Regions from separate parts of the Mus musculus genome. Here all the other regions are linked to region 5. A link is a contact called in public HiChIP or PLAC-seq and promoter capture Hi-C data. All regions are on one chromosome and are shown on one strand. The core of a region is the stretch at or near the end of the contact, and the rest is flanking DNA. Distances in the headings are between cores, read along the strand shown.

The links. Promoter capture Hi-C pulls out the DNA fragments that hold promoters and counts their contacts. HiChIP or PLAC-seq counts read pairs in DNA pulled down with a chosen protein or histone mark.
Region 1: an H3K4me3 HiChIP or PLAC-seq map of bone marrow-derived macrophages shows a contact between it and region 5, with 4 times the contacts expected there. The contact joins the promoter of Nelfe here to the promoter of Psmb8 in region 5. A contact is called at or near these places in 7 of 39 promoter capture datasets (embryonic stem cells, hippocampal neurons, liver and 2 more), 2 of 115 datasets of contacts at active chromatin or transcription factors (bone marrow-derived macrophages and large pre-B cells) and 2 of 9 other capture datasets (macrophages and pancreatic islet).
Region 2: a contact with region 5 is called in a promoter capture Hi-C map of liver, with 3 times the contacts expected there. The contact joins the promoter of Vars here to the promoter of Psmb8 in region 5. A contact is called at or near these places in 2 of 39 promoter capture datasets (liver and second pharyngeal arch cranial neural crest), 1 of 115 datasets of contacts at active chromatin or transcription factors (bone marrow-derived macrophages) and 1 of 9 other capture datasets (adipose tissue).
Region 3: a contact with region 5 is called in a promoter capture Hi-C map of liver, with 2.6 times the contacts expected there. The contact joins the promoter of Abhd16a here to the promoter of Psmb8 in region 5. A contact is called at or near these places in 2 of 39 promoter capture datasets (liver and pre-B cells) and 1 of 9 other capture datasets (liver).
Region 4: a contact with region 5 is called in an H3K27ac HiChIP or PLAC-seq map of microglia, with 6 times the contacts expected there. The contact joins the promoter of 1110038B12Rik here to the promoter of Psmb8 in region 5. A contact is called at or near these places in 4 of 115 datasets of contacts at active chromatin or transcription factors (bone marrow-derived macrophages, memory CD8 T cells and microglia) and 1 of 9 other capture datasets (macrophages).

What each region holds. Positions count from the first base shown.
Region 1 is chr17:34,847,329-34,851,697 of GRCm38.p6, reverse strand. Nelfe (negative elongation factor complex member E, Rdbp) reads right to left here and starts at 1,307. Exons shown (of 11, transcript NM_001045863.1): 1 at 1,110-1,307; 2 at 705-787. The coding sequence starts at 779. Skiv2l (superkiller viralicidic activity 2-like (S. cerevisiae)) reads left to right here and starts at 1,494. Exons shown (of 28, transcript NM_021337.2): 1 at 1,494-1,564; 2 at 1,699-1,802; 3 at 3,264-3,373; 4 at 3,473-3,590; 5 at 3,680-3,794; 6 at 3,877-3,951; 7 at 4,237-4,290. The coding sequence starts at 1,543.
Region 2 is chr17:34,999,177-35,003,987 of GRCm38.p6, reverse strand. Vars (valyl-tRNA synthetase) reads right to left here and starts at 3,081. Exons shown (of 30, transcript NM_011690.3): 1 at 2,756-3,081; 2 at 2,158-2,576. The coding sequence starts at 2,544. It overlaps D17H6S56E-5 (DNA segment, Chr 17, human D6S56E 5), which reads left to right and starts at 3,242. Exons shown (of 2, transcript NM_033075.3): 1 at 3,242-3,821; 2 at 4,519-4,811. The coding sequence starts at 3,815.
Region 3 is chr17:35,087,606-35,092,143 of GRCm38.p6, reverse strand. It overlaps Abhd16a (abhydrolase domain containing 16A), which reads right to left and starts at 2,853. Exons shown (of 20, transcript NM_178592.3): 1 at 2,688-2,853; 2 at 1,719-1,775; 3 at 1,056-1,122; 4 at 487-573. The coding sequence starts at 2,819.
Region 4 is chr17:34,951,009-34,955,904 of GRCm38.p6, reverse strand. It overlaps 1110038B12Rik (RIKEN cDNA 1110038B12 gene), which reads left to right and starts at 3,434. Exons shown (of 4, transcript NR_015536.1): 1 at 3,434-3,553; 2 at 3,732-3,769; 3 at 3,980-4,020. It overlaps LOC115488834 (a small nucleolar RNA gene), which reads left to right and starts at 3,830; the gene lies at 3,830-3,892. It also overlaps the pseudogene Gm8696.
Region 5 is chr17:34,195,370-34,199,723 of GRCm38.p6, reverse strand. It overlaps Psmb8 (proteasome (prosome, macropain) subunit, beta type 8 (large multifunctional peptidase 7)), which reads right to left and starts at 1,529. Exons shown (of 6, transcript NM_010724.2): 1 at 1,179-1,529; 2 at 344-491; 3 at 42-153. The coding sequence starts at 1,325. Tap1 (transporter 1, ATP-binding cassette, sub-family B (MDR/TAP)) reads right to left here. Exons shown (of 11, transcript NM_013683.2): 11 at 2,499-3,156. The coding sequence ends at 2,950.

The DNA.
Region 1 (4,369 bases), core at 58-2,557, 650 kb before region 5:
TGTCAATGAGAAATTACTCAGAGGTTTCACTAGTAAGGAGAGTGCTGAGGACGGTGTTGTGCACCTAGAGTTCCACTTCCTGAGAGAAGCTTAGGGAGGAAGATACCAGGAGCCCAGGAGTTGAAAAAACAAAACAAAACAAAACAAAACAACCCACCCAACCCGGCCACATACTGAGATCCTTGCCAGGGGTAGTGGTAGGGGACAAAGTGGAAGAGGAACTTAGAAACCATCGACAGACTTGACAAATGTTTTGCTGTGTAAATAGTACAGAAGCCAGAGGTGAGGCAGAGCCATTCCAGGCTACCCAAAGCCACATATTTTCAATCCAGCCTGGGCTAAGTGTGAGACCCTGTCTGAGGTGGAGTGGTGTGTCAGAGATGAGAGATTTTAAGGCCTATTAAATGCAGTTGGTTATCTAAAAGCGAAGGGAGGGAGGTAGAGCAGACAGGAGGAGCACATTTACTTGGGCATTTGATGGTTCACAAGGCTCTGGGTGGTACTGAAGCCACAGGGACGATGATAATTCCATTGGGGATGACCAGAGAAGAGGGAGGGTTCAAATAAGACTGGACGATGCTGCCAAAGCTCCACTGAGAGGTCCCCTTCCGGTAGGAGGCAGGAGGACTCCCATGGCCTTACAGTCAGCCCAGGTGTCCCCAGAGTCTGGAGAAGCCGGGCCACCACGCTTAACTAACTCCTACCTTCTTCTTGAGTTTGTTGAACTTCTTCTGCAGTGCCTCTTCCTCTTCACTCAGCCCCGGAGGTATCACCAACATGTTGGCTCCTGGTTCAAGGGCAGAACCCAAGACATCATTCTCTACTGTCACCATTCAAAATTCACACGTCGTCCAACTTGCGTCCATCCTGTATGCACCCCAACCTCCAGGCCCGCCTACTCCAGCCTCTGGCCTTTCCCTAACCCCTCGTTCCTCCGAGGCTGCTTGTCCAGCCTCCTGTTTATGGTAATCAACCGGCATTCCCGCCTATGTCCAAGGTCCAGACACTAGAGCCTTGGGGTACCTCAGCCCGGAGAAGGGAAAGCACTCCCTGCGACGCCAAGGCGATGGCTCCCGACCCCCATGCCCAATGGGGTTAGGTCAGCCAACCTCGGGGTCCGATGGGCAGAGAAGGCGGCCGGGCCCGCGTAGCGCTATCTGGGCAACCAGAGGAGGAGGAAGAAGAACCAGGGGCCGCGCGGGGAAGGCGCGAAAGATGTGAGACGAAGCCCTCACCTGAGGGGGCGGCGCCCGGGCCCGCGGTCTCCGGCGCCGCCGCGCGGGCTACTGCGCGCTGGCTCGCGGCGATGACGTAAAGGGGCGGGACACGCGGTAACCAAGGCGGCGAGTCGCAGTGACTTCCGCCCGGCCTTGCCCGGCTCCGAGTCAGGCTTCGGCGCCGCTCTCGCCCACGCTCCCGGCGGGGAGTGGTGGAGGAGGGGGCGTGTCGGAAGTAATTTCAACTTCCGCCCTTCTCGGGGCGGGGCCGGCTCCGTGGTTACTCTGAGTTTCCGGGCTGCTCGGGAGCTGCCGCGGCTCCAGGATGATGGAGACGGAGCGACTCGGTGAGGGGGAGGGGAGGAGAGTGGACGGGAGAGGAGAGGAGAGGAGGGGAGGGGAGGGAGGGGGGTCCGCGGAAAGGACTAGTTAGTAGACAGGAATGACTTGTGGCTTTTAACCTGTGACCTTTCCCTTGTAGTTCTGCCTCCCCTAGATCCCCTGAACTTACCCCTTCGAGCTCTGGAAGTGGGGTGCACTGGCCGTTGGGAGCTGCTGAACGTGCCAGGGCCTCCAGAGAGCACTGTGAGTGACTTTTGACCCTCACCTTTGACCTATGAGCCTAAAAGAAATTCCACCCTGCTCACAGGAGGATGTAGCTTGACACTGTCATCTTGGCCTCCGGCTCATGCTGGACAGATCCCACTCTACTGGAACTCCAGTAGGTCGGAGCGGGGAGTGCTGGAGACGCGAGCTCTCAGAGCTGCCCCTTCACCTGTATCTTTCCTCCTAGGAGGTTCCTTCTCTCTGCATAGCTCAGAGCACTTGGCTCTTTTAAACTGAAGCCTGGCGTGGCTCACACCCTTATTCCCAGCACTTGGGAGGTGGAGGCAGGCAGATCTCTTGAATTGGAGGCCAGTTTGATCTACATACCAAGTTCTAGGCCAGCCAGGGCTATGTAGTGAGATCTCATCCCCAAAACAGAAAGAAAAGAAGCAGAAAATTTAAGACTGGCAGAATGACTTATTAGCCCAGAGATTCTCCACCTTTGATTCACTACCCATTTGAGGGTGGAATGACCCTTTGACAGGGGTCACATCACATATCAGATATCCTGCACACCAGACATTTACATTAAGATTCATAACAGTAACAGAATTACAGTTAATAAGTAGCAACACAATTATTTTTCGGTTGTGGTCAGCACAACAGGAGAACCGGTGCATTAAAAGGTGGCAGCATTTGAGAAGGTTGAGAATCACTGGCTTAGCCTATTAAAGCGCTTGCCCATGCAAGTCTGATGAGACACACGTAAAGGCAGCGAGAGAGCCAGCTCCACAATGTGGTCTTCTGACTGCCATGTGTGCATGCGTGTACCCATGTCCACCCATTACACACAGACCTATACATACTAACACATACTACTACAAATAATAAGAATTCTAAAATGCGAATTCTCAGTTGAGCACATAGCTCACTTGGTATAGCGCTTGCTCAGCATACACAAAGCCCTGGTTTTGATCCCTGGCTCTGCATGATAGTCAGGTGTTGGTAGCTCATGCTTGTCACCCCCTCACTTGAGAGGGGGAGGGATATGTGTACACACACACACACACACATCAAGTTGGATGCAAACATGGGTTTCATGAGAGCCTCTCTCAAAATAAGAATGCAGATTGCTGTGTCTGGCCTCTGTGTGTCTGAAATCAGTGATTTACCTTAGTTGGTATCCTGGGACATCTACCATTGGATCTGAACACAAGTTCCATCGCCTCTTTTGTCTACACGCTATCCTTTATTAACCAACTTAAGGTTTCTTCTTTTTTTTTTTCTTCAATTTATTTATTTATTTTATATACGAGTAAACTGTAGCTGTCTTCAGACACACCAGAAGAGGGCATCGGATCTCATTACAGATGGTTGTGAGCCACCATGTGGTTGCTGGGAATTGAACTCAGGACCTCTGGAAGAGCAGTCAGTGCTCTCAACTGCTGAGCCACCTCTCCAGCCCCCAACTTAATACTTCCTATCTCGCCCTTGTCCCAGCTCCCCCATGGCCTCCCTCCATGCGCCCCAGATCTGTGCCAGGAAGCAGAGCAGCTGTTTCTGTCGTCTCCAGCCTGGCTTCCTCTACACGGTGTAGAGCACTCAGCTCGGTGAGAAGTCTGCAGCCTCCCAGATTGGAGAGATGGACCAATGGAAGGAAGCTGGGATAGGGAGAAAGCCGACTCCAAAATTCCTTTCCTTCTCTCCAGAAAATGGCAGAGGAAGACGGATCCCTGGTCACTCCTGGCTGCCGTGGAGACTCCAGTCCCATCTGACCTTCAGGCCCAGAGACACCCAACCACAGGCCATATACTGGGCTATAAGGAGGTGAGAGGTCAGAGGCCCCAAGAAATGGAATTGGGAGGAAGGGTCAGAAGCAGGCTTGGTCTCACTGGTTATCCAACCTCTTGTCTCAGGTCCTGCTGGAGAACACAAATCTGTCAGCTACAACCTCCTTGTCCCTTCGCCGGCCTCCAGGGCCAGCCTCCCAGTCGCTATGGGGCAATCCAACACAGTACCCTTTCTGGCCAGGTAAGTCATCTTTGATGGTGGTATAAGGGAGAATGTCTAGGGGATGGGCCCCTGCTCATACCGAATTTTCATATTTCCCCAGGTGGGATGGATGAGCCCAGCATAACTGATCTGCATACTCGGGAGGAAGCTGAGGAGGAGATAGACTTTGAGAAAGGTGAAGTGGCCCTCAGGTCGCTGCCTGGCTTACTGTGTCTGGGGAGAGCCCAGCAGGTTGCTGCTAGGCTTCCTGTACTTTTACAAGTCAGGGAAACAAGCCTCCTTGCCCACAAGCGAAAAGGTGTCCTCTCTAGTAGCTCTTAAGAAATTGGCCACAGCTGCCATGAACATGCACAGAGTACTGTGAATGTCTGTGTCCTATGATGTATAGTTTACAGAACAGCTGGGCAGTGGCCGATGCCAGTGCAATGGCTGATGCTGCCTCTCTGTTCTCATCCTTCAGATCTTCTCACTGTCCCACCTGGCTTCAAGAAAGGGGTGGATTTTGCCCCCAAAGGTGAGTTGGAGAAGGGTTTGTAGGGGCGCCCTGCTCCGGCAGACATGTGAATTGTGACAGGGTGGCTGGCTGTTGGTCC
Region 2 (4,811 bases), core at 1,832-4,331, 800 kb before region 5:
TACACTGTAGCTGCCTTCAGACACACCAGAAGAGGGTGTCAGATCTCATTACAGATAGATGGTTGTGAGCCACCATGTGGTTGCTGGGAATTGAACTCAGGACCTCTGGAAGAGCAGTCAATGCTCTTACCTGCTGAGCCATCTCTCCAGCCCATTATCTGTCTTTTAATGTTTTTCTTAGGCGACCCCTGTGAAAGGGTCATGACCCCCCATTACGTTTGTTGCTACTTCATAACTGTGGCATTGCTATGGTAATGAATCTTAATATCTGTCTTTCAATGTTTTTCTTGGTGACCCCCGTGAAAGGGTCATTTCCATCCCCTCAGAAGGGTCCTGACCTGGGCAAGGTTAAGAGCCACTACTCCACCTGTCCACGACCTTCCCAGACTCAAGCCACTGACCACCAGGTCTCAGGCTCCTTCCTTCCTCATTCACAAGGTCACTATAAATAGTTCTCCTGGGTGTGGTACCATGCCCTTAACCCTAGGTCTCCGAAGGCAAGGCAGAGGGATCTGCCTTTAAAGCTTGCTAGTCTTCACAACCAGTCCCACTTCAGGTAAGGCTACATAGTTAAGACCCTGTCTTAAAGCAACAACAAAACTCTAGTCTGGCTGAAAGTTCAAGGAAGAGTACTTAGCATAGCATGCAGGAGGCCCCTGGATTATATACATTATAGGACTGGAGAGGTGAATGACACAGATCAGCGTTTGTAACACTGGCTGCTCTTAGAGAGTTTGGTTCCAGGAGCCCACATGGTGGTGCACAACAGTCCGTAAACCAAGTTATGACAACACCTCGTTACATGTCCCCAGATTCCTTGGCCACTAGGCACACAAGTGTACACACACACACACACACACACACACAAGCAAAACACTTATACACATAAAATAAAAATCGAATACACACAAGTATTTTGTGTGTGTGATTTATCCAACAAGTTATCACTAAACACTTAAGTTTATGAGTCCAAGGAAACATATCAGGCTCTAAAGTTAAAGGATTATATGAAACAAGACTGCCAGGTCTGGGCATCAATAGATTTCACCCAGGAAAACCACAAATGAGCGCAGGTCTGAAGTACTACCCCGCAGGAATGAGGCTCTCTGTTAGTCCATCCAGATATGAAGAAGCCAGTCACCATCTGCACTGTTCCTTCATTCCCCCACTGAAGTGACACTAGGCAGCCACCATGCACTCCCTACCCTGCAGGGGCAGAGCTTTCAGTTAAGGCAGACACAGGTCTACCCTGGAAGGACTCACAGAAACAATCTGGTGTGTCATCTGTCCTCTCCCTGCCTCTCCTTCAACTTCAAGCCTCCTCTGACTCCTCCCAGCAACTGTCATCTCTCCCCAGTCTTCCCTACAGTTCAACATAAAACCGCTCACATCCTGCATCCCTGTCACACTTGCCAACCAGGGCCTTGTCAACCTCACCTAAGCCAGTGGCCCGTGCGAAGTGGGAAACTCAATTGGGAAAATGTCCCCACCAGACTGGCCTGTGGGTAAGCGTGTGGGGACGTTTTCTTAACTAATGATTATGTGGAGGGCCAGTCCATTGTAGGGGATACCACCCCTGGCAAAGCAGCCCTGGACGGTATAAAAGAGCAGGCTGAACAAGCTGTGGAAAGTGAGCCAGAAAGTATCGGTCCTGCACGGCCTCTTTTTGTTTCTGCTTCCAGTCACTGGTCTGACTTCCTTCAGTGATGGAGAGCTGTAACCTGAAACAATTCCTTTCTTTCCCAAGGCGCTTTTGGTCATGTTGTTTTAAACATGGCAACAGAAACCCAAAGACAGACTTGGGAATGCTTGGCACACCAGTGCGTTCGTTCCGAGCCATTCAGTTAGAGCGAGACCTAATTTAAAGACACACACACACACACACACACACACACACACACACTCCAAACGTAGTGAAAACAGCAAAACCACGCTCCACTCCCGGGCGCTCATGTATCACACCCCCGGAGGAAGGAAGAGATTTCATCATCTTGCATTCTCAGACATAGAAGACCAAGGCTCGAGAAAAAGTGTTCCCAAAGTTACTACACCAGGTGGCAGGCAGAGATGCGACCGCCTGACAACCGACTTTTTTCGTGGGATTCTTCCCAATCCTGTTTGTGTAGTCAGAATTTCTCCCTTTTTCTTCCCTCTCACCTGGGGATCCTGACCAGGACCTCGAAGTCCCAGGGCAGGCAGGGTCGCCCCGCAGGCAGCGGGTATGAGCTCCGTGTCAGCATAACTGACCCACTGCTGGACCAGGACAGCTGCCCGGCTGCCCCCGGGTCCCCCCAGGCCTGCAGGCCACAACAGCTGAGCTACAGCCGGGGCCCCCCACACCCACAGGCCGCCAGGTCCCTGCTCCAGGGCGGGCAGGCGAGGCGGAGGGAATGGAGTCCGGCTGCTCGGGGGAGGCTGCAAGCAGATGCGGGGGTGAGGGCCTCCCCACCCGGGACCGTCACCAGCTTCCCCGTATCGGGCAGCGATGAGGGCTCGGAGGCTGGGGAAGGCGTCGGGGTGAGGAGAGACGTAGAGGATGGACATGGCTGTGCAGGGTCCGAACGCGGTGCAGTGACCTGAGGAGAGACCCGGCAGATTGAGGAGGGGACCTGAGCACGTGCTGCAAGGTACGCAGGCGCCCGGCCGGACCCTAGGCCTGGCCGAGCAGCCGCCAGCAGCGCCTAGAGGAGGAGGCGGGACCCCGATCGCCCGCCCCCTCGGGTTGGAGAGGGGAGGCCGCGCCGCGTGTACGTACTGAAGGCGGCGATCACACTCGGCCGGCTACGGCCGCGGCCCCACAGGGCGGCCGGGGTGGAGGTGGCGGGCAGCGGAGGCAGCTCTCCCGCTGCGGGAGAACGCGGCCGGGACAGCGGCACCCACGTGTCCCCCCCTTTGTGACAGCGCACGTTTCCGGACTCGGGTCCTCGCAGGGCTGCCGGGCCCCGCCTGTGCGTGCGCGATCCCGAGGGTCCGTGCGCGGCCCACCGCTGCCGGACGGGTCAAGCAGGGGCCAGAGTGGCTCGTGCAGCACGGAGACGGGAACCCGCGTGCCGGGACGAGCCTGGGTCTGGGTCAGGCGCCGCCGCGGGCAGCCCGTGGCCCTCGGGTCAGGCGCCGCCGCGGGCAGCCCGGGGTCTTCGTGTCTAGAGCGCGGGAAAACGAAAGCCCTAGTGTCTGGAGTGCGTGCTTGGTCCCAGGTTTCCGCCTTTTGCAGGGCGAGCTGCAGAATCTCGGGCTGCTCCAAGTGAAAGACCCCACCATAAGGCTTAGCAAGTTAGCTGCAGTAACGCCATTTTGCAAGGCATGATAAAGTACCAGAGCTGAGTTCTCAAAAGTTACAAGGAAGTTTAGTTAAAGAATAAGGCTGAATAATACCGGGACAGGGGCCAAACAGGATATCTGTGGTCAAGCACCTGGGCCCCGGCTCAGGGCCAAGAACAGATGGTACTCAGATAAAGCGAAACCAGCAACAGTTTCTGGAAAGTCCCACCTCAGTTTCAGGTTCCCCAAATGACCGGGAAATACCCCAAGCCTTATTTAAACTAACCAATCAGCTCGCTTCTCGCTTCTGTACCCGCGCTTTTTGCCCCCCAGCCCTAGCCCTATAAGAAGGGTAAGTACTCCACACTCGGCGCGCCAGTCATCCGATAGACTGAGTCGCCCGGGTACCCGTGTTCCCAATAAAGCCTTTTGCTGTTGCATCCGAATCGTGGCCTCGCTGATCCTTGGGAGGGTCTCCTCAGAGTGATTGACTACCCAGCTTGGGGGTCTTTCACAAGCAGTGCCTGGCTGCTGGGAGCTGTTGCTGTAGGGAATGAAAGGTTGGTAATTCCCTGGCGTTGGTAAATGCACCGTGCGTTCCGCGTCTCTTGCTTGTATTTATCTTATGCTTTTAGAAAGCGTACTGATGGGGTGTGCTCAAGGCCATGTCAGGCTTTTGGTAACGGAGTGCACCGCCAGTTCGCGGAAGATCCTCGGATCTAACCCAGGTAAAACAGGAAAGGGGCTCTAGGTGCTGAGCGCTCACTGCCTGACATGGAGTCACGTGAAGGAAGGGCAGGGGACCCAAAGGCAGAAGCACTCCAGCTGGTCTACTAAAGCTCAAACCTAGAGGGAAAACATAAGTTCGCAGTGCTTTTGAGAGGCCACTGCTAGCCTGGCAGTGGTGGCGCATGCCTTTAATCCCAGCACTTATGAGTGTGAGGCAGAGGCAGGCGGATTTCTTGAGTTCGAGGACAGCCAGAGCTACACAGAGAAACCCTGTCTCGAAAAACCAAGAAAAAAAGAAGAAGAAAAGAAAGGGGGGTTGGGGGAGAAAGGCCTGTTGGGATAATCTCTTGTGTACTGTGTAAAGTTGTCTTTGTATTATTCAAAAGTACACGGAGAGAGAAATCAGGCAGAAAAACTTCATGCCAGCTGTAGACAAGAGTGCTTACAGGTCCTTTACAAGGTACAGAAATGGATTGGGCCAAACATGGCAGATCTATGCAACACCTAACCACCATTGTTTCCAACCAGGTGATGAAGTCTCGATCACTAGACGGGAGATGCTGCCAAGTGCCCCAGACGGGATCAAGACTCCAATGACAACCATAAGATTCCCTAAAGCTAAGACACTGCAGATCTTGACTCTGCTGATTTCTATAGGTGTGGTCCAAACTAGTCCTATGCCCCATGAACCCCATAACCTTACTTGGGTTATAACTAACACTGCTACGGGGACTGTAATTAACTCGACCTCCCACCTCGCCCCCATTGGAACTTGGTTTCCTGATCTTGTTTTTGATTTGTGTGCACTAGCGGATGGGACC
Region 3 (4,538 bases), core at 1,604-4,103, 890 kb before region 5:
ACACGCACACGCACACGCACACGCACACACCCCTCTGTTTTGACCTTCACTTACACACTTATTCACTGATTGAGACAGAGTCCCACTATGTGGCCCAGGTTGGCCTGGAACGTGAGACTTTCTACCTCCCTCTTACCCAAGCGCTGGGATAGAGGACACATTGCTCGAATGTCTTCCACTAACAGTGCACCTCTGATCTGTACTCCGGTGCAGGGCCCACAGTGTGGTTACACTGTGTGAGGTCTCTGTGCATGTTAAAGTCTGCTGCTGTCTCCAGCTGAGACTCAGGCGGTGTGTGCTGTATTCTTCTTGTTCCTGTACACTGCTGATGAACACATGCAATGTAGGATGTAAGACACTTGAGGAAGAGCTACACCTTGGACTGTCCTCAGTTACTCCCTACAGGGCCCAGCCCCAAACTACGTCTGCAAAAAGTGCTTAACGCTTATCCAGTCACAGATACAAACCAGGCTCCTCTCTACCTACCTCGGAGGCAGGCCACCCCTGCAAGTAGCAGCAGCAATGTCCCGGCATAGTGAGAAAATGGCACCACTTTGGACAAACTCAAGTAACCTGGGAGGGAAGAGGGACAGTTATGAGACGCTCTCACAGGACCTCTGAGTGGTTCTCCCAGCTTGCCCACAACCTCTACCCACACTCTGTCTTTGGGTTAGCCATTCTATCAGACCAGCAATTCTCAACCTGTGCATTGGGAACCCTTTGGCAAACCTGTATCTCCAAAAAATATTTATATCATGAACCATAACAGTAGCAAAATCACAGTTATCCAGTAGCAACGACATGATGTTATGGTTTTGCGGGGGGGGGGGGGGTGTCACCACGACATGTGGAACTGTGTTAAAGGGTCGCAGCACTGGGAAGGTTGAGAACCACCAGCTTATAGGGCAAGACTCCTGGTAGAAGAGGGAAGTCAAATATGCCGTTCTCACAGGATCACCCCCTTTCTCTTCGGGGAGTAGATTCACTGGCCAATGACCTGCCCGGTTTGTCCCCACCCACACACGCCCCACCACCACCTTTGGAACCACACTGACCTTTCCTGTATAAGTAGAAGAAGGCGAAGGGAGAGGAGTAATAAGAGATGGACCAGAAGACTGAAGCCTGCAGCAGAGACACAGACAGGCGATCAATACGCCTGTGCACACACACGCTGTTCTGCCCTCTCCGGGCCTGGCTCTGACACCGTGCACACAGTAGGGACCCAAATATTTGTTGCCTCATAGTGTGTCAGAGTACAGTAACGGAGACTGACACAGATTCATGGCGTTGAAAACACCAGCCTCTCTGTCTACTCAAGTTAATCAAGCCTTCCCAGTTGGCCCCACTCAAGAGAGTCCCAGGTTTTGTCCCCAAGAGATGTGAGAACATCACCATAGGAACTCTGCCAGGGAGAACAGCTGTCTCTGCAGCCACAGAAGTTAGTTGCCAGGGAGGATAGGTCACTAGGGACTGCAAGACTCAGAGACCTGCAGCCGATCCCAAAGGTAAATTTGTTATCCTTAGGGCTCAAACTGCTCTGGAAAAAGCTTATGGTACACAAAGGGGACTTCCTAAGGGAGAATGCCAACGGTAGGCACTTGGGATACGCTGGTCCTCTGTGCAAGCTCTGCTGTACAGGGCCCAGAGCACCCCTCACCTCCTGGGGTGTTGCCTTCTCCAGGGCTGGGTTTGACTGGCAGATGCTGGGACTGACTTACCAGTGCCAGGATGCTGTCTGCATGTTTCTCCAGGGCCCGAGGCTGATAATACGTATCCTGCCAAAACAGATGGCCTGTTAAGGACCTTGCCAGCTGACAGGCCCTTCCTCCCTTCCAGAAGCCCTAACCTGTGTCACCTGGTTCTAGCCTCTGTGGCCATTTCTCCTGGGATACTCCTGTTTCTGCTGAAGCTTCAACTCCCCCCCCCTGACATTTCACCCCTCACCCTGAAAGCAATCACGGGGTGCTAGGCTTGGAAGCAAAAGTGAAAGCAGCATTTGGAAAACCGGTCCTTTTTTTCCCCTGAAACTCCATACAGATATGATTGTGTCACTATGGGGAGAGGAGTAAAATTGAAAATGAGAGACTCCATGACAATTCTAAGAGGGAAGGAATAGCATTTGATGTAAGTCGATTCCGGGAAAAATGTCGCTAAGTGTGGGCACTTCGGAAAGCCTCCTAAACATAATTTGCAACCAATAAAAACAAAAACATTTTGGAGAGCAAACTACCACCCTGAATGCAAGACCCTGGTTTTCAGGCTAGGTTTGGGGGCACAAGGCGCACAAGTAAATACATGACATGAAGTCATTTTTGAAACTGAAAAGTCAGGTTAAAGAGAAAGTCAACAGATCCTGGGAGAAATTGGGAGTAGGTGGGCAAAAGCCAGTGCGCGCAGGGGACTCCAAACTCAACTGGGACCAGCCATTCGGGGGACGCGGAGGGGGAAAAAAAAAAGCAAGCGTGGTGGTGGGTGTGAGGAAGAGTTCCTCCAAAGCCGTAAAGAGAGGCGGCGGCTGGGCCCTGCGTGACTGGGAGGGGGCCGGGAAGCGCCCGCAGGCGGACTGCGTGCGCGACCGCCACTTGACAAGCGGGCTCCCCCGTTTCCCACAGTGGGCGCGCCGGGCGAGCGCAGCGCAGCGCGGTCTGGACCATACCATGCTCTCCGCCGGGGGGAACCCGACTCACCCAGGAGCTGGACGAGGCGGCGGGGACGGCAGTGGGAGTCTCGGGGACGCTGGACGCGGCCCGGTCCGTGTCCCTCTCCCGGTAGATCTTGTAGAGCCGGGGGCCGAGGACGCAGCTCAGGAGCTTCGCCATAGCCCCGGCTCGGGCCGCTGTCCCTCGGCCTCAGGTCCCCGCCGGCCCCGCCCGTAGTCTCCTGGGCGCTGCGTGCGTGCCTGTGTGCGTGCGTGACGTCAGCACGTATCCGCTCGCCCCGTGGCAGGGTCCAGCCTGACGTTCTCGCCACGAGAGGAGTGTTCAGCGCAGTGGGCGACGGTCTACAGTTAGTTAGAGCTGTTCTGAATAGAGAAACTTAAGAAAATGAATGCCCCAGGTGGTTACTTTTTTTTTTTTAAAGATTTCTTTATTTATTATGTGAGTACACTGTTACTGTCTAGAGACACACCAGAAGAGGGCATCAGATCTCATTACAGATGGTTGTGAACCACCATGTGGTTGCTGGGATTTGAACTCATGATCTTCGGAAGCGCAGTCAATGCTCTTAACCGCTGAGCATTTCTCCAGCCCCCACATTTTTTTTTTGGTTTTTCGAGACAGGGTTTCTCTGTGTAGCCCTGGCTGTCCTGGAACTCACTCTGTAGACCAGGCTGGCCTCGAACTCAGAAATCTACCTGCCTCTGCCTCCCCAGTGCTGGGATTAAAGGCGTGCACTACCACGCCTGGCTTCACTTTTTTTTTTTTTTTAAACCCTATCCCTTAATGTCAGCATGTTCTGGAACGATCACTGGGTGAGAGTAGGAGCATTTGACAAGAACTTCAAGAAAAGAGGCTAGTGTCTGGATTTGTAGCTCAAGTATAGAAAACTTTGCTTAACATGCTGAAAGCCCTGGGTTACACACACACACACACACACACACACACACACAGATCTAGGGATGTATCCATTAGAAGAAATAGCAGGATTCTTCTGAAGAATTCTATTTAAATTTTTTTTTATTTTATGTATATGAATACACTGTAGCTGTTTTCAGACACACCAGAAGAGGGCGTCTGATCTCATTACAGATGGTTGTGAGCCACCATGTGGTTGCTGCTGGGACTTGAACTTAGGATCTCTGGAAGAGCAGTCAGTGCTCTTAACCACTGAGCCATCTCTCTAACCCAAGAATCTTTTTTTTTTTTTTTTAAGTTTTTGAAAGAAGTAATCTGCCCGATGTAGTGCCACATGCTTTTAATCCCAGCACTTGAGAGACAGAGAGAGATGGGTGTGTTGACAGATTGGCCTCTTGAGTTCCAGGCCACCCTAGTCTACGTATGTAGTGAGTTCCAGGCCACTCAGGGCTATATAGAGAAACCTTGTTCAAAGTGCTAGGATTGGTGGTAAAGGGCTCTGGCTGCTTTTCGAGATGTCCTACATACAATTCTCAGCAACCACATGGTGGCTTACGATCTGATCCCCTCTTCTGGCATGCAGATATACAAGCAGATGGAGTACTTATATATGTAGAAATAAATCTTAAAGTGCTAGGAGTAAAGGCATGCATCACTACCACACCGAATCCCTTCCCCTTTTGTAAAGTTACATTTGTGTGTGTATCCATATATGTACACAGCCTGCATGTCTGAGAGTTTTGGATTAATGCCATTGGCAGAGGAGATTTTAAGGCAGCCTCGTATTGATTCTGTCATGTGCTTGTCAGTGGTCACTCTTTTTTTTTTAATTAATTATTTATTTATTTATTACATGTAAGTACACTGTAGCTGTCTTCAGACACACCAGAGGAGGGCGCCAGATCTCATTACGGATGGTTGTGAGCCACCATGTGGTTGCTGGGATTTGAACTCAGGACCTTC
Region 4 (4,896 bases), core at 2,185-4,684, 750 kb before region 5:
GTTGTTTGTTTTTGGTTTTTGTTTTGTTTTTTGTTTTTCAAGACAGATTTCTCTGTAGCCCTGGCTGCTTTGGAACGACCTTATAGACCAGGCTGGCCTATAAACTAAGAAATTTGCCTTCCTCTGGCTCCCAAGTGCTGGGATTAAAGGCCTGTGCCACTACTACCAGGCTAAAATTATAGTTATAAAGTATCAACACCAACTATTTCTCATGGTTGGGTGTCACCAGAACATGTGGAACTTAAGAATAGCAACATTAGGAAGTTTGAGAACCACTGCTCTAGACAGTGAGCTTCATCCCCCAGCCACTGAGCCCTCCTTTTTAGCTTTATTTTCTGAGACAGCATCTCCCCATGCAGTCCTGGCTGGCCTCAACCTCTGACCCATATGCCTTTCCCAACCTGGCTTCTTTATTACTTTTTTGAGACCTCTTACAGGGTTGCCCAAACTATATTTACACTTTCTCTGTAGCTCAGCCTGGCTTTGAACTTGCCCTTTCCAGACCATACCCCTGAACCTGCTAGCTGAAATTATAAAGTTGTGACCAGGCACCATGTCTGGCTATCTTTTTTCTTTTGGGGGGAGGGGCAGGGTTTGTGTGCGTATGTGTGTGTGTGTGTGTGAGAGACAGAGACAGAGACAGAGAGTCAGAGAGACGGAGTCTTTCAGTGTAGCCTTAGCTGGGCTGGAAGTGATTATCTAGACCACGCTGCTCTCCGACTCCTGTCTCTGCCTCTTGAATGGTGGGATTATGGGCACTGTGCTACCTGACCCATCCACTTTATCCCCACCATCCCCATCTCTCTTTCCAGGCCTGGTGACGTAGCAGAGCCCTTACCTTGTCCAAGGCTTTTTAAGCAGGCAGAACCTAGGGCACAGAGCTGCTTTCCTCAGAAACCTTTTGACCCCTGGCTCTTCCAGGGTTTTAGTGGGGCAATGCCAGCCTTTGAGAGCTGGGGAGGGTAGGTCAGGGGAGACTGCTTGCCTAGTATATGCATGAGGCACTCAATTCAATCTCCAGCTCCATGGAGAATCAATCGATTTGCTGGGCAAGGTGTAAACTGCATGCAATTCTAACATGTCCAAACAGAAACTTTAAGGCCACCCTAGGGTAAAGATGTCTTCAGTAGTTTTTCAGTCCCTCTTGAGGTGGGCTGTCGTCGAGTCGCGGCGAGGCCGGCACACCGCAGCCATGACAGAGACTGATGTGACTCCGAAGGCCTATCCCCTCGCAGATGCCCACCTCACCAAGAAGCTGCTGGGCCTTGTTCAACAGTCATGTAACTACAAGCAGCTTCGGAAAGGAGCCAATGAAGCCACCAAAACCCCCAACAGAGGCATCTCTGAGTTCACTGTGATGGCAGCAGACGCTGAGCCCTTGGGGATCATCCTGCACCTCCCTCTGCTGTGAGAAGACAAGAATGTCCCCTATGTATTTGTGCGCTCCAAGCAGGCTTTAGGACGGGGCGTGTGGCATCTCCAGGCCAGTCATCGCCTGTTCTGTTACCATCAAAGAAGGCTCTCAACTAAAGCAGCAGATCCAGTCCATTCAGCAGTCTATTGAAAGGCTCTTGGTGTAGGCCGTGGCCTCTGCCCTTTCCTGTCTACTGCCACCCTGTTTGTGTATCATATTGTCTGTTAGCATGTACTACTTTCAACCAGTTACTATTATATTGTACTACATCTGCGTTTAAAAAAAAAAAAAAGAAGTCTTCAGTAATAGTTTAATAGAGGCCAAGGCAATTATGCTCATTAGAGAAGCAGTTAATTCGTAAGCCATTTTACACTGTTAGAGGTCATTTCTGGCTAACGTGCACTCAGTTTGGAACTGAAGAGTCTCTTCCTATAACCCTCCCAGGTGGAACTTGGGCCTAGGAACTGAGAGACTTATCGAACACATAATTACTATAGGATTCTTTTATTTGTTTTTGTTTTTGTTTGTTTTTTGTTTTGTTTTGTTTTTTGAGACAGGGTTTCTCTGTGTAGCCCTGGCTGTCCTGGAACTAACTCTGTAGACCAGGCTGGCCTTGAACTCAGAAATCTGCCTGCCTCTGCCTCCCAAGTACTGGGATTAAAGGCATGTGCCACCACTGCCCGGCTACTATAGGATTCTTAGATTTTAAATTTTAGTTATGTTCTGAGGCACTATCTCATCACTGCGTAGCCCAGGCTGGCCTTGAACTCAAAGAGATCTACCTGCCCCTGCCTCTCAAGTGCTAGGATTAAAGTTGTGCACCACTGCTTCTGGCTAAAATGTATTTTAAAATGAAGATAGAGAAGCGTATAGTGCCTTGCACATGTAATTTCAGCATTTAGGAAAAGGAAGTAGGAATGTTGACCGTCATGGTACAGAATTGCTGTCTCAAAAAAAAAAAAAAAGACAAAGGGGCTGGAGCAGTGGCTCAGTGGTCAGGAGCACTTACTGATCTTTCTAAGGACCTGGCTTCAGTTCCCAGCACCTATCACCAGGTGGCTTACAACTTCCTCTAACACACATAGACACAAATACAATCAATCTAAAAATATTTCTTAAAAGCTGGCCAGTGGTGTTGTATGCCTTTAATCCCAGCACTCAGGGCAGAGGCAAGTAGATATCTGTGAGTTCGAGGCCAGCCTAGTCTACAGAGCAAGTTCCAGGACAGTCAGGGTTACACAGAGAAACCCGGTCTTGAAACCGACCCCCCCCCCCTCTCTCTCTCTCTCTCTCTCTCTCTCTCTCAACATAGTAGTGTGTCACGCCTGTAATTGTAGGCATGGTTGGAACCCATCTTAGACTATGAGCCAGATGTGTGTTTGTGTGTGTGTGGCTTTTATCCCCCTTTAAATAAAAATGTTGGGGCTGGTGAGATGGCTCACCAGTTAAGAGCACTGGTTGCTTTTCCTGAAGTCCTGAGTTCAATTCCCAGCAACCAAATGCTCGTGACCATGTATAAGGGAATCTGATGCCCTCTTCTGGCACGCACGTGTACATGCAGCAGAGCACTCAGTAATCTTTTTTTTTTCTTTTTTTTTTCTTTTTAACGGAGAGCAGAAGCTGAGGTGCAAATTCAGATTTTTCTGCTAGGTGTAGGCAATATGAGTCCTCCTGGGTAGACTGGATCCAAACATGAGTACAGAATCCGCAAAGCCATAAGCCTAAAGGAGACCAAAGAGCTGACCTATCCTGTAGGAGCTCCAGGGTCTTTACCCAATCTTGGCCGATTAGGCTGCCTGTTTCTTTCTTTCTTTTTTTTTTTTCTTTCCTTTGGATTGGTAGTTTATCAAATTGTCGTCATATACATGATTCTCTACTTAGGACAGTAAGAAACATGATTCCTCTTTGTTCCCTTCGCATTTGTCAGCGCGATCAAGTCAGGCATATGAGAAGACGACTATGTCCGTCAGGACCCCCGGGCCAGGCGTGGGTATAAATGGCCGAGGCGGGCGGCACACGGGTCTCTTTGTGCACCCGCCCACACGGTTTGCCGTGTTTTCACCCTTCTTTGTTCTCCACCGGTCTGGGCAGGGTCTGAGGACTCCGGAGAGCAAGGCATGGGTCCGCCTCGTGCCGCAGGTATCCTGGGGTCCTGTGGGGAGGGCTCTGCGGTGTGGGGCCGGGTATGATGACCCACATTTACAGACTAGAGTTTCTGATGTCCACGTGACGCCACTCCTTGTAACTGACCCAGGCCGGGGTGGGGGCTGCAGGCCGGGGTCTCTACGACCTGTGCTCATTCAATGATCTCTTCCAGGTTCCTGGCCCACGCCAGCCGTACCCAGTAGCACAATGGTAAGCGCATGCTGGCGAGAGGTAGGCGGTGTGAGGAGGGGCTGGTTTCGGGGAGAGGACAGTAATGATGATTTCTGGTGATTCTGAGTGTCTCGCTGACGCCATCACCGCAGCGCGCTGACCGTCCCCGGGTCCAAAATCGGCAGTGGCGTGGGTTTTGAGTGGCCTAGAGTTCTGAGTAATTTACCTCTGTGTCTTGCTTTCTGGTAGGGATTTGAGGACACACGCCAGCTGCCTACACCTGAAGAAAGGTTAGTCTTAGGTTTCACTGGCATGCTTGTCTCTTGGCTTGACTTTTTGGAAGGGGTGGATTCGAGACAGGGTTTCTCCATGTAGCCCTGATCTCAGATCCGCCTGCCTCTACTCTCTGGAATTAAATGCATACAGCACCACCGACTGGCCCTTGTTTTGTTCTTAATATCCTGCCTGCATTAGCCAGTCTCCAAGCAAGCTACCACCCAGCCATCTTTTTGTTTTTAGATCTTAACTAATCTCCCTAACTCTAAATCTATGGTGGATCCAGGAGCTGCCTTGATTATTTCTTGTGCCTTTAAGTTCTGTATGCTAGTCCACGGCAGTGGGTCTCAGCCTTCCTGAGGGCCTTTAATGCAGTTCCTCGGGCTGTGATGTTCCTAACCATCGGTTTTATTTTCCTTGTATCTTCATAACTAAAGTTTGCTATTGTGATAACACAGGCTGTCCTGTCTGGGACCCCTATGTAAGGGTTCCTTGGTGACACAGGTTGAGAGCCACTGTTTTAGACTATGCTTTTGGGTATTTAGACGGGCTCTCAATTCAGGATGGCCTTAGTCCTGGCTCCAACCACCTTTTTTTTTTTTTTTTTAAGATTTAGATGTTTGTGAGTACACTATTGCTGTCTTCAGACACACCAGAAGAGGGCGTCAGATCCCATTACACATGGTTATGAGCCATCTCTCCGGCCCATGCCACCTTTTTTCGTTAAAGGTTTTAGCAGTTAAATTTCAGTCCCCAGGAGTTTTGGCTTTATATAGCTCTGCAACAGTCCGAAGCCTAACTACACACACTGGCTACCGCATCCTGTGTCTATCGGATTGACATTCCCTGGGTGGTACCCTAGGTTCTGGTCTCCCTCAATTGAGAGTGAT
Region 5 (4,354 bases), core at 280-2,779:
GGGGGAGGGGCTGAACAAATGAGATGATAAAACCGGCCTACCTGCACTCCTTGGCCAACAGCCTCTCCCAGTACTGGCAGTCGGCTGCACAACCAGACATGGTGCCAAGCAGGTAAGGGTTAATCTCGATCACTTTGTTCATCCTTAAGGAGCCTGGAAGAGTTTTGAGATCAAAGAAATGAGCCCACAGCTCCCCACCCACCCCTCACCCCCCATCCCACCCCCACCCTCAGTGTGCTATAATGCCAGCTCTGTCTGAACTTCGGCCCAGGCCTTCTGCTCTACTGAGGGAACAGCTCCACGAGTCGGACCATTGGAGCACACATGGAGCACACATACTCACTAATGTAACTCCCTGCAGTGGCCCTGGAGTCCACAGCCACGATGACGCCATGCTGGAACTTGAAGGCGAGTGTGGTTGTGCCGTGGGCCATCTCAATTTGAACATTCCTTTCCTGGTCACCACCAAAGGACCTCAGGAATGCGGTGGGCTAAGAGATGCAAGAGGCAGAGGGGCACCTCAGTGCTAGGAGGCTCCTGGCAGGGTGGCAGAGTGAGGAGGGGTCTGCAGACTCTAGATGTCAGTAGCTCCGAAGAAAGAAAAGCAGGATTTAAGCCCACCAGCTTTCTGCTTTCCAGCACGTGGGAACAAAGGTCATGGTAGGCGACTTCAAGGTGTTTCCTAATCCGTGGCTCCTTTGGTTCTCGAAAGCACATTTTAATAACTTGCTCTCATTTTACAGTAGAGGGGCTTGAGACCTAGGCCATCTAATGTGTCGTAGGACACACAGGGTGGGTTGCTGAGACCAAGTAAGGCCACCAAAGTTCATAGGTCTTCCAAGACAACTGTACAGCCCCTGTAGTAGTTAGCAGTGAGTCTGTGGAAGGCATGGTGGTCTGTGCACTGTGTCTTGGGATTGGCACCAACCATCTTCTCAGTCTCGCTGTCTCAACTCCGTGCGTGACTCTCTCTCCTTCTGTCCCTCCCCCACCCCTTTCTCCCGCCTTCCCATGCCTTAATCTCCACGTTGGTTCTTCAGGGCTAGCCTCGATGCTGCTCTCCTGGACGGCCCCTCCTGGCGTCCTCACCTCCTCAGACCCAGGCAGACACTCCTTCCTCTGTGCCACCCACCACCACCCACCTCCTGCATCTCTCCAGAACGCCCTACAGTCCTCACCTGCATTCCCCGGGGAAGTGCGAGCTCCGGAGCTTGCGCGGAGAAACTGTAGTGTCCCGGGTCCGAGCGACCCCCGCTTCCCGCATCCAGGGCAGCCCACTCGGGCCGCTGCCCCCGAGCGGCACCGCACAGATCCAGTAACGCCATGACCACTTGGCCCCGAAGATCCGTCGACTCTGCGACAAGGAAGTGAAAGCGAAAGCCACAGTACCAAGGGGAGGGAACCAGTCCCCCACCCCCATCCCCTGCCCTTTCCGAGTAGAGCCCAGTTAATGGGTGTCTGAACTAAAACAATGTGTTGGGGACGAGTTTTCCTGCTGCCACATCAGTGAAACCAGCTAGAGAATGGGCTGTGGGGTGGAAGAAGAGGTGCGCCTTCGGAGGCCGCCTAGCAGTGGGGTGCGTGAAGACCCACAGGCGGGGGACGGGGGGGGGCATCTTCTGGGAACAGCGGAGGACTGAATAGGGTCCTATCTCCTAAAGAGGTTGTCTAGAACGTTGGAACCTGAGAGGAGTATTGAGCAGATCCACCTAGGCGTGCGTCCTGGGGATGGGGGCAGCACTCAAATAAATGAGCATCATTTTATAGAAACTGGAAAATGCGATAAATGGATGCACAGGGGTCTTTAGGTCCTGGGACAACCAGGAAAAAACGGAGAAAGACGAACCAAGGAGAGGACTCAGTCGGGCCTTTTCATGTGTCCCTCCTAGGGCCCCTCTTGGTTCAACAGTCTCACTACCCTGAGCCACCCACGAGGACGCGCCCTTGCCCGGGGCTGCTCACGTCGCGCAAGTCAGGGCTGCGCGCTCCTTCCTTGAATCCTCAACCCCACCTCTTCTTTGCAACCTTTATGGACATTATCTGCCCAGGAACTGCTGACGTCACACACCGGGCCCTCCCTGAATGGAAGAGATTTACTGGCTAATCCTATCCATTTCATTGAGATTATCCCGGCGTGTGCCGCTGAGGAGAAGATGAAAGAATCTGAACGGGCGGGCGAGGTTATCCAGTCTGATTTTCTGGGGTCCCCACCCGCGGCGCTACCGCGCTTCCTCCAGCCTCAGCGAGGAAGAGAAGGACTCCAAGATGCAGTTGCTGCTGCCTTGGGGTGCGGAGAGGGAGGGGCTGCCGCCCGGTCCAGCTCAGCACTAGGAGTCCGTGGGTGAGCAGTAAAGAGAAATGAGAGCCCCAGGAAATAAAAGCTGATGGACCCAGAAGTAAAACAGAATTCTGAAGAAGAACGGGACACTGTCCTGGGGGGGGGGGGGGGGCTGACTAACTCAGCTAGGACTTTGCGGGAGCTAAGAAACGGGAGAAGCCACAGTACAAAACACCAGTTTTATTACAAATATCAAACACCCATAGAACACCCAAATGCCAGCCTATGCCTTTGGTTAATTGCAAGCTGCTTGTCCTTTCTCTCTGTACACTTTGGGCGTTTCTTCTCATTCTATCACAACGCCACATAAACCAGGTTTGTGTGTGCATGCTGTGATACAAGCTCAGCACCGGGAGGGTGGAGACCGGAGATTTAGCAGCTCAGTGTTGGTGTGAGGTACCTGAAACCCCGTCTAATAGGGAGCGGGTCGGGGAAACACATTCGTGGTAAATTCCGGGTATCTCCTAGAGTTTACATTTTCTCATGTAACAAGCACCTCCGCTCCTCAACTGTCTCCGTGGGTGTGGTAATATCTTTGCTCCCAGGTTCTCTGTCACACAGAGTAGAGGACAGGAGGGGGACAGCACGCAGTGTGCAGTCCAGAGGCCTTGTCAGTCTGCAGGAGCCGCAAGAGCCTCTACCATGGCCCGGTAGCACCCTCCTCTCTTCATGAGCTGCAGGTGGGTGCCCTGCTCGCCGACAGAGCCTTCTCTGAGAAAGAGGATGTGGTGGGCCTGCTCTGCCAGGCTGAGCTGCTGGGTGATAAGAAGAACCGTCCGAGAAGCCCGCTTGGGGCTCTCATACAGGAGCCGCTGGACCTGGAGAAACACACAGACATTACAGTTCAGGGGACCCCTGTGCTTCCAGGGCTGGGACACATTGTCGATATCCCTGGTCTGCAGCACCCCTCCAAACCTATGACTTGTTAAGATGTCCTCACAAGAGGGGGGTACAGAGAGAGAGAGAGCGGAAGCATGATGGGGGAGGGGACTGAACAGTCTCTCATCTCTACCCATAAGCTGGGAAATTTGAAAAGGAAATTATTCTTCTCCCATATATTACATCCCGACTGCTGTTCCCCCCTCCTCTCCTCCCAGTCCCTCCTACTCAACCCCCTACCTCTCCTCGATTGCCCTTCAGAAAAAAGCAGGCCTCCCAAGGACACCAACTGTCTTGGGAGATGGCATACTAAGTGAAGTAAGACTAGGGTCTCCTCGTCCAGCCTTAATATGTGGAAATTTTTTTACGTTCCAAAAAACATATATTAATTTATGCTTTGAGAATTTCATATATGAATATAATGAAATATAACCATACCACCTCCCGTTTCCCTCCTCTTCCCCCCCCCACCCACCCCACATGTCACCTTTCCTATGTCATACAAATTTTTAATAACCCACTAATAAGCTGAGAAAACATTTTGTAATTTGTTTTTATTTTATGTTCATTGACGTTTTGCTTGTGTGCAGGTGTCAGAAACCCTGGAGCTGGAGCTGCAGATGGTTGTGAGCTGCCATGTGGGTGCTGAGAATTGAACCCAGGTCCTCTGGAAGAGCAGCTAATGCTCTTAAAACTAATGCTATTAACTGCTGAGCCACCCCTCAGCCCCTAAAATGAGAATTTTTTATAGTCAATCTAAAGAAATGTAATGCAGGGGCTGGAGAGTCAGCTCAGCAGTTAAGAGCACTGGCTGCTCTTCCAGCAGACCAGGGCTTGACTTCCAGTACCCACATAGTGGTTCACAACCATCCATAACGCCAGTTCCAGGGGATCCACACCTTCTTCTGACTTTCAGAGACACTGGGCACATACATACATTCAGGCTAAACACTCATACACATAAAATAAATTAATCTTAATTTAAAAAAAAAAAGAGTAAGAGTAACAAAGAGCACGAGTGTTTGGATGATTTGTGTCTGGACCCAGGCTCCACTGCTCAAAAGCTGTGTGACTTTTAGAAGGTTAATCAACCTCTCCTAGCCTCTATTTTGTCATCTACAGAATAAGCACAGCAAA